2 separate regions of the Gossypium hirsutum genome follow, and region 1 is linked to region 2. A link is a contact called in public Hi-C data. All regions are on one chromosome and are shown on one strand. The core of a region is the stretch at or near the end of the contact, and the rest is flanking DNA. Distances in the headings are between cores, read along the strand shown.

The links. A called contact is a pair of places that touch in the nucleus more often than the background predicts.
Region 1: a Hi-C map of leaf shows a contact between it and region 2, with 1.9 times the contacts expected there. The contact joins the promoter of LOC107893860 here to the promoter of LOC107943265 in region 2. A contact is called at or near these places in 4 of 34 Hi-C or Micro-C datasets (all in leaf).

The regions. Positions count from the first base shown.
Region 1 is chrA13:55,219,478-55,224,984 of Gossypium_hirsutum_v2.1, forward strand. LOC107893860 (glutamate receptor 3.7) reads right to left here and starts at 4,054. Exons shown (of 6, transcript XM_016818998.2): 1 at 3,207-4,054; 2 at 1,410-2,755; 3 at 849-1,126; 4 at 706-737; 5 at 1-255. The coding sequence starts at 3,465.
Region 2 is chrA13:54,856,611-54,861,542 of Gossypium_hirsutum_v2.1, forward strand. It overlaps LOC107943265 (septum-promoting GTP-binding protein 1), which reads right to left and starts at 1,559. Exons shown (of 6, transcript XM_016877013.2): 1 at 1,138-1,559; 2 at 924-1,050; 3 at 740-821; 4 at 537-576; 5 at 358-441. The coding sequence starts at 1,446.

The DNA of each region.
Region 1 (5,507 bases), core at 2,804-5,303, 370 kb after region 2:
GGGAGTGTAGTTTAACAAGCCGTGACCGTTGGATGTTAAGGTTATCAGATAAGTAACCATATGCAAATGAACCAACCTGGTAACCAATCGGCCAACTGTTACCAATCAAGCTTTCAACTCCAGTAATAGGGGACGAAAGTTGCTGAACCGTAAGGATTGAAGTCAAGTTTGCAGTATAACTAGATGTTATCACCATCAATAGGAAAAGCCATACCACCATTACCAATCGCCCCAGTGTGCTTACGGTTACTTCCTCTGCATCATTAAAATGAATATTGTTACATCGAAGATCAACATGGATCATAAAAAATTTTAGAAACTTGATAGAAACGTCAATCCCATTTTTTTCTGACAATTTTTTATTGAAAAAGAAAAAAGATAATGTGTCTGGATCCAACCAATTAGCCTGATCAGTGATCCGTGAAACCAAAGAGGCTCAATGTAGGTACAACCGCGTAGAGTTACTGAGATAGGTTAATATCAGATAAAGATAATACAGCCCAGATTGAACTGGAACTGCAATTCACGGTTTGTAAATTTCATAAGACCTAAAGAGGGAACATGTTTGGACTTTGATGAAAATATCAGCAATCGAGGACATCAAAAGTAGCCTAAGGCTAACATCACATCTACCAAATGGTTGAAGCTTAAACAATGAAAAAAATTTCTCAAATGAAATAAGCTAGTGAGCCAATGTTTCTTTACGGTTTGTCTTAAACAGCGTTGAGAAGCTGAACCTGCAATAGTAAATGAAATGAAGATATTAGAATTAGGCAGGCATGGGCTTGTTGAGTGCCCAAAGTGAGAAGATATTAGCTATAAATCTCTGAAACATTGCAATAACTTACATAAACATCGTCACAAGTTGCCTCCTAGGAGGACCACGAAAAGCATCGTTGACTCGATGCTCAAGAATCCAAATAACAAAAGCAATTATGAAAAAACCACCTGCAGTCATACACCACATGTCTGCCGTAAAAGGTTTTAGAAATACCCAAGCACTTGATTTTGTATTGTGAATTGGAGCTACTATGACGAGACCGGTAGTTATATAAGGCTGAGAAAAATCCACAACTTTTGTCCGGTTTTTCACAATTGCAATGTCCCCAACAGCTGCATCAAACACCTGGTACCACAATTTTACAAATTGATTACGATGTACAAGCTCTATCTATAAACAAACATACCTCTGCACAGTGCAAGACCTTTAGATTTGTGTGGAACCATGCTATTTATCACTTATTGGACTAAGGTTTAACCATGCAACTGATTAGTTGTCCCTCGTCTTTTGTCATAAAAGAAACATCTAGAGCACGTGATATAAAAAAAAAAAAAAGAAGAGATATTTGGCCCTATGGATTTATGACATTTTGGTGTGAAGGAATTAGGTAAATCAAGGTCATACTTACATCATCTGCAACCCTCTGTACAAGCTGGCCGTAATTAGGATTGGACTGACCATCCCCAAAAAGCTCAAATTTGTAAGGAACATTATACGGGACAAATTTCAGTGCTTCAGTGAACACATCGATACAGTATCCTGCAATTTTATGGCTACCATTCAGTTTTGTAACAAAATCAACGAAACTGGCTCTATAGGGCACTCCAATTCTCAACGGACGTTCATCATCTGCAATCACCCAGCCGCGAGGTGCTTTGGTCTTTCCACCAGGCCAAGCAACTTTGCCAAGCTTCTGTTCTATCTCAGAATGCCTATTTTTTGTCCCTTGAAGGGTTTCTGGGGGAGAAACTGAGAAACCAAAGGTGTTAGACCAGAAACCAACGATATGAACAGCCATCTTGTCAATATTAATGACATCATAACCAGAAGTTCCAATGTTTCGATCTGAATTAAAACGAACGGGACCGGTTAAACCAGAGAAGCTTGTGTTCAATATATCATCGAGTAGTATAGCACCACCATCGAAAACTTTAAGCTTCCCCAAATGCATTTGAGTTGTTTTTGAATCATTTAGCTTAACACTTAATGAAAATGTGAAATTGTTGCCATCATCTATGAACTTGTCGATTGAGCGTGCAACTGTCCAAACCGTGTCATAAGCACAAAGGCCATAGGTATTCAACTCTGATTTTACCAACCCTTGCTGCTGCATCTTTTTCCATCGAGATAAAAAATCCTTCGTTTGGTTCGACTCTGGAATATGTTGGCGAAGTCCAACTACCCCTTGAAGCACACTAAGAGCAGTTCTATTCATGGGAGCAAATGAATCTATGGTAGCAGAAAGCCAATCTGTTGCAAACCACACATAGTTGCTGCTCATCATCTGAAGCTTTTCAGCAGTGGCAAAAATTCTTAATCCAGGGTCTGGGTCAACATGAACAATATAAACACGAGGACCTAGCAATCTAGATTGATTGAGAACAGCTACGATGTCATGTTGTGTAAAACGTACAGGCAAGGGCAATTTATAGAAAGCTTTTGCCATTCTCCTATTGAGTTCATCATTTAGGGCAGATATCCCATTCCTCCCATAATCATTATCCACATAGATAGCAATGACCTCTTTCCATCCATAAAAATCAACTAAAGAAGCCATAGCATTCATTTGGTAGGAATCGCTCTGCACAGTTCGGACAAAGAATGGAAATTGCTTAGCGGAGACACTTGGATCGGTGGCGGCATACGAAACAAGAGGAACTTGAAGACCATTGGCAATTTCAGAAATCATATGAGCAATTGAAGATGACTGTGGACCAATAAAAGCCACAACCTCTCGTTCAATTACTTGATAAGCTGACAAAAAAACAAAGATTCAATCTGTTTTAGAACAACTTTAGTTTTTGTTTAATATTCTTAGCAGTAAAATTTTTGAAGGAATATCATGACTCAAAGGGACGTTTTGCCAGATATGGAAATCACACCACATAGAAAGCATAAGATCAAGAGAGATATGGCATCTATCTGAGCTCACTGAAGGATTAAAAAGCTTAGCAATTTCATTATGATCAAGCTAGAATATAATCGAAGGAAAGCTAGAAACAAATTCATGTTAACCTAGAACAGAGAGCATAAGGAGGAAGATATACAGTAAAACTGAATTAGACATCATAACTTTTCCCACCATCCAAAATATTCACTAAAATTGTGATTACAAAAAAAAAAAAAAAACTGCTAAAATTAACCGTGTATTATAACAGTTTTAAGAAGCAAAAAAGGAAGAATGAAGGAACAGAATTCAAGTTACCTTCAATAGAACCCAAGAAGGCATTGCAATTAGCATCAGCCTCAATCAAATTAAGACGGGTTTCATTCAGAATAGTGGGAGTAGCATTGATATCAGAGATTGCAGCTTCCATTGCTGCCTTTGCAACTCTACCAATAACAGAATCAAAAGTGAAAACAGCACCAACATTTACAACACCAGGCTTCTGACAACTCACAAGACAATTAAGGGACACCCATATCATCAAACAAAAAAACCAAGAAAACCCAAGATTTTTCATTGTTGAAAGCTATCAGAACCAACAACTTGAATGAAAATGAGCCTCTCTCCCCCTTTTTTTGCCCTTAATCTGTTTAAAGAGTTAGCCTTTGTCTACAGTCAGGAATTCATGGGGTTAAGAAATCTTAATAACAGAAAGCCAAGCATGATTTTTTTACTAATACCTAGATTATAAAATCAATAAGAAAACTCAACCTCAACCTGAAAAATAAAATTTAAACTTAAATAATAATTAAGAAAAAAAACTTGGGAGTCTGGAAGGGAAGAGTCAAGAGCGTTAAAGCTACCATACTATTTGCCTACACCTATTAGCTAAAATGGTACTAAAGTTCATGGCTGCAAAGTAGTAAATTGGAAGTAAGAAAAATGTGATTTAGACATGGAATTTGGAACTTGTGGAAGTCATGTTTAAAACAAACAGTGAAGTAGGGCATCTGGTAATTGAACTTCTTAGAGGCATATCGAGCAAAACAGAATACTATACTTTTCTTTGAATAATTGATAGACAATAAATTCAATGAATGAACTGCTAATTTTATTTGGCTCAGAAAAAGAAATTAAGACTTTATTTAGGAAAGAGATAGATTTATCATTTATTACTACTACTTGCATTGCATGCACTAGTGTACATTATTTTTTAATGAAAGAATAAGAAAGTTTCGTTTCTACGTGCACAAAGGTGCGTGATTCACACGCTTGGAATCATAGAATCTTATTCTAATTTTTTTTTGTTTTAATTTTTCATAAATAATTTTTTAAATCCCACCTATCAGCTTAAAAAATATTTTGCTCTAACTACTAAAAGTATTTTTTTTAAATGAGGATCCAATTGAAAAGGGTAAGTATAATTATTCTTTTCGCTTTATTTTGATGAACTAATTATTAATTTTTTTATTTAATAATTTAATTTTATAAAATTAAATTTTTTAATTACTTTCTTTACAAGTCAAAAAATTGATATAAAATTTCATATTATCCATATAATAAATTTATTAAAATAACAACAATAAATTCTATCAAGTTTCACTCTCCACAATACGCACACATCTTCAATTCACCCTCACCGACCACTGGCGCCACCGGCGGTCTCCTTTCTACTTATTCTTTCACTTCCTCTATTTTTTTTTTCTCTCCTCTTCTTTTCTTTCCTTTTTTCTTTTTTCAAAAAACCCTAGTTGTTGTCCACTATTGCGTTGTCAGAGCTGCCAATTGTTGCTACTTCTTGGATGGTTGCACCATTGTTCAGGTCGTCTTTTCCCACCACTAACATTTCTAGGCCTCCTTTTCCTCCCCTTGTCAGCATGTGAGATGGCCAAGAGATGAACCCAAACCACCTAAACCGAACCAAGCCAAATTGAGTTCTTGTTTCTTTTTTGTTGTTGTTGTTGATGATGTTTATTATTATTATTTTATCTTGATGGTTCATGGTTTATTGAGTGTTTTTATGAGCATCGAGTATTAGGGGTGTTGTGGATATTGAGATTTCAAAGTATTTTGGAGTTGATTTTGAGTCAGGTGAGAGGTTAGAAAGGTAGATGATGAATGATGGGTGAGGGTTGTTGCATGGTGGCAATAGTGCATAGGAGTTGAGGGAAAATGCATAGATAAGATTTCTATTTTAAAATTTAATAAAATCATGTAAATTCTAGCCATTACAAACTCTATCCATCCATTCTTATTCACATTATTCAATACACTTTCATATACCTTGTTTATTTGGTAATGGATTTTTTTTCAAATAAATGAATAATTTCATTTTATATTTGTTTATAAAAACAGAATTAATAGATAAGATTTTATTTTACATTTAATAAAATTGTGTAGCATATTGTACCTATTATTAACTTTATTGACACATTCTAATTCGCAATTGTGTTAAGGTTTCTATATTATTCTTTATTGTTGTTAAAAAAAATGACCAAAATAATTATTTAGCCATTAAACCCTTGACAACTTAATAAATGGTTGATTGGACTAGAAAAAAGGAGAAATTATTCTTTCAGTTCCCTTATAAATTACAAAATTTTAAGTTAATCCATTAAA
Region 2 (4,932 bases), core at 309-2,808:
TGTTCTTTAATCTTATGTACAAGGACTAATTTGCTCATTTTTTTTTAGTAGAGGGGCCAAGTTCAATCCGAATCCTAATACGAGGGCCTCCATGGTACTTATACCAGTATGCTGAATATCTTAACACTTGCAATCAAATTAATCAAATTTAGATGACAGGATTTGGTGAAGGGTGAGAGACAACAATCTCCATAAAAATGGGGTGTTTTCTTCCCTTGATTTACTTCATTTGTTCTCCAATTTTAATTATAAAACATTGATTTTGTTGTTTGAAAATTGTCCAAAGCAAGTGGAATATGTTTTTGGACATTTTGGCTAATGATTCAAAGGTTCAACAAGAACTGTGTAAAAGTTTACCTGACTAGCAATTGTCCACTGCAGATCTATCGGAAGTTGAATGAAATCATCGAATTTGGTTCCTATCATAATCAGTATTGCTGTCTGCACAATCGAAGTTTTTCATAAGAATGAGACATTTCGTCAAACATATAGTGACAAATCTTTAAACCTGGAACAGAAGCAATGAAAGTGAATACCTGATTCCATTTCCTGGCTTCTTGATACCAGCTTATGACACTGCAACAACAGAAAAAAGACCCCCATTTGAATTAGAATATTACCCAAATTTTGAAGTGGCAGGGGCAGACATTAAGCAATATTACAATAATTCATTCTCATTGTCGACTGAAATAGAGATATAGGAATGGATAATATGAGTACACACTTGTTTAAAGTACACCTGCTTGTTAGATCAAACATGAAAAGGATTGCTACAGAGTCTTTGCAAGCCAGGGGAAGATGATCCTGAAATTTCTCAACCCCTGTTTTTCAATCGGAAAAGAAAATGAATAGATTGTTGGTGCCATAAAAGCAAAAGTAAAAGGGAAAGCATGAAATTTTTTGAAAGAAAAGAAATGGATTACCATCAACTTCCCAGATGCTGTAATAAATTCTTGCTCCACTCACAAAAAATGTTTTATCCATCAAATTCAACCCTTTCTCTTGACTGTCTTCTTGTTCATCATCATTCTCATCTCCAATGTATTTCATCTTCAAAAACCACGGCAAAATATGCATTTGAATAGGGTATTCAATTAAATTCTTTAAGTAAAAATAGATTAAGGTAATGGGGCTAACCAGAAAACTAGTTTTTCCAATTTGAGAATCACCCAAGAGACTGATCTTCAATGGAACCAAATCCGAGTCCTTATGGTCATGACGGCCATGGTGACAAACAGGAGGAGGATGTACGGAGGCGGAAGGCGGTGGATGCACGGAGGAGGAGGTGGAGGATAACATTCGATACCGAGTCTTAATGGGCTTCCCTAGGGAGCACATGAGGAAGCGGTCCCAAAAGCAATGAATGCAGCGTCGCAAAATCAAAACGCGACGCTGAAATCTGCGTCTAAGGTTGAGTTTAACCATTTTGGGGCAAAATTGGGTCATGATGATGATGAGATGATAATGATCTGGCTTCAAACGGAAACAAATAAATTTGTGTCGATGAAAAACAATAAAAGAAAAAAAGAAGGCTGGCAGGATATATCTTTTTTAAAATTATATTGTATATTTTTGGGACGTGAGCCTTTAAATTTCAGTTACGACGAGACTTTTTAGCTACGAAAACGACTAGTTTAACGGGACAGTTGACCGTGTTGTGGACAATAATTTCGGTTCTAGTCCAAATTGCCGGCTAGGGTTATTTCGGTAACTTTCTTTTATTATTTTATGCAGAAACACCCTACAACCTTCATCCTCTTTCAAATTTTGAAATCTTAAGTTTATTTTTAAATAAATACATACCTAAAAAAGATACAATTTTGGAGCTTTCACTTTTCACGTTTTTGTCATAATAACTTTCCTTTTGTAATATCCCAAATTAGGGCCTAATCGGAATAGTAGTTTCGTGACCATAAATTCGAGATAGAAATAATTATTTTATGATTATTTTAAGGTCTATGATATGATTGCATGATTGTGTGAAAATTTCGTGAAGAAATTCTATGCATAAAGTGCTTAATTTGAAGTTAGGGACTAAATTAAATAAGTTGTAAAACTTGCATTCTAGAAGTTTCTAGTATGAAATTGCTTTGAAATATTAATTAGGAGGTCTTAAATAGCAATTTGACCAATTTCAAAGTTTATGGACAAATATTGGACATGAATGGAATTTTTGGAAAGTTTAGTAGTAAGGGCATTTTGGTCATTTAAGGGTAAAATGAATTAAAATACAAAATTAAAAGCCAATTTTGCTCATCTTCTTCACCATGGACGTGTATACCAAGGGAGACTCCATGGCTAGGGTTTCCAAGCTTCCAAGCTCGATTGTAAGTCCATTCTAGCCTCGTTTTTAATGATTTTTACGTTTTTGGAGTCCCGGGAACTTGATTTAGCTTATGCTAGCAATAATTCAACCTAGGGTTCATATTTGGAAAAATAACCATAGGTGAAATTTGTGTATTTTGGTGTTTTATGATAGAATATGAGGTTTTAAATTATGTTAGACAACTTGTGCTACTCGGTTTTAAGTGAAAACGAGCAAAAGGGCTTAATCGGTAAAAATACCTAATAGTCATAAGTACATGTTAGAGTGAGAATTTGATGTTGCCATAGAAGGGAAAAATGATCAGCATGTCATAAAACATAAGAAAATAGGATGAAGTTTAATTTTCGAACCTTGGGGAAAAAGTGAAAATATGCAAAAGTTTAGGGGTCAAAATGAAAATTTTTAAAAATATGATTTTTGGACCCGTATGAATAGTGTGACTAATTATTAGGCTAATTGTGATATTATAGATGAAGGAAATCGAGATTCGGGCTTAAATCGGGAAAATACAATGTTATGGACTAAAATGGTAAGTTACTGTTTCTGGATCGAGGTAAGTTCGTATGATAATAATAATGCAATGTTATGTTTGAATTATATTTCTTACTATTATTGCATATATTTTAATATATTGGAAAAGTTGATGGAATGGTGTTTATGATGTGGAAATATAACATGAAAGAATGTTACATGAAATACAAGAAAATGAAGATACATGACAAGTGATATATGTTATGTAAATTCTTAAAAGCTGATTTGATATTTGAGTTATGTCTTATTATACTATGAATGGAAAATTGGTACTATGGATAGTGAGATCGACACTTCGAGTAAATTCGTACATAAATAATGTAATAACTCGAATTTTACTGTTACCGAAATAGTGTATTTTCGGGTCTCCGTTTTTTAAAAACGGATTTGTAAATTTTATTAAAAATATTTACGAAGTAAAATGAGTGGTTAATTAGAGTTTAATTAAGTAAATTTAACTTAATTAAGAGTAATTAGGAAAAATGTCTAAATTGAATAAATGATGAAAGTTGAATTGTAGATTAAAAGAAAATGAAGAGGACCAAAATGACAATTATGCCATTTGTCCTAAGTGATGCGGTATAAACATAAAAATCTGAGATTTTTATGTGTTAAAATATATATTAAATTATTATTATTATTTATTATAGTTTTATATTTAATTATTATTGTTATTGTTATTATTATTTAAATTGATATTATATTATAAAATGAATAAAAGTAAGACAAGTGTGTGGTAAAAAAAAATTTTATGTGTACCAATGATATACATACACTTGTAATACATATATATGTTTGCTTATTATATAAGTATATTATATATTATTAAAAGTAAAGTAAATAAAAAGGAAATAAAGGAAAAGAAACAGAATGTGGAAACGAAACAGAGAAGAAACAGGGGAGAAAGAAAGAAAGAAAAAGAAAAAGGAAAATTTGGGGTTTCAAGGTTCAAAGTTAATTTGCTAATGTTGTCTCAAGAAGTTTCGGCTAAGTAAGGAAATAGCAAAGTCGACGAGGAAAAGCTTGGAAAAGCTCGAAAAATACGGTTTGTATTTCTATAATCCGAACCTAGTTATTATTTGTTATATTTATATACATATGACAATTGTTAGTGTTAGAATTATGATGTTTTACTAGTGAAATGGATTGATTTTGGTATGTGATGAATTTATCAAATTTATATTGATTGAAATCATTTTGATTGAATTTATATTGATTGAAATTATAATATATATATGATCTATGTAAAAATTTGAATATTGAATGAATGTTATATTGAAAAATTATATTGATTGGAAATATGAGGGAATTGATATGAATATATGAGATTTGTGATAATTGAATATTTGATATTGAAAAGTGAATTGAGTTGTATTGGATTATGAATTAATGTGAATAATTGAAATATATTTGTTGAATTGAATGAAAATGTATGAAATTGTGAAAATGTGTGAAAATATGTGATTATTAGAATGGTATATTGATGAAAGATTTATTAAATTGAGAAAGTGAATCAAATACCCTATTAATAGTATCGGACCAGATTGGATACAAATGGCATGCCATTGGATTTGTGATGTGATGAGGAGATTGTAGTTCGGCCGAGAAGATGTTTCTGTTATTATATACTTCGATTTATCAGAAGAGGCATTTAATGCCTTATTGGTGTGTTTGGGAGGATATGATATACTGGTGTGTTATGGAGGATTTATAATATTCCGGGTGTGTTTGGGTTGGAAATTCTGGTTTGTTTGGGAGGAATCCGCGTATCTATCAGAGTCCGAGTCTTGTTAATAGGGGTAAATAAGTGAAAAGATAAATCGAGTGAATTTGATTGATTGAGCTATTGGAATGAAATGAGAAATTGAATTGAGAATTGAAATTGAGATATGAGATTGAAAATATGAACCAAAAGGTTCATGAAATGAGTGAAGTTCAAATGGATGATAATTGATGCCACTTGATGAATTGAAATGTGAATTGAGATATATGACTTGTATAGAATTTTTATGGTTTAGTAAAGATAGAACGTTGAATCAGCATCCCAGTTCGATTCCGAATTCATTAAGGTAAAG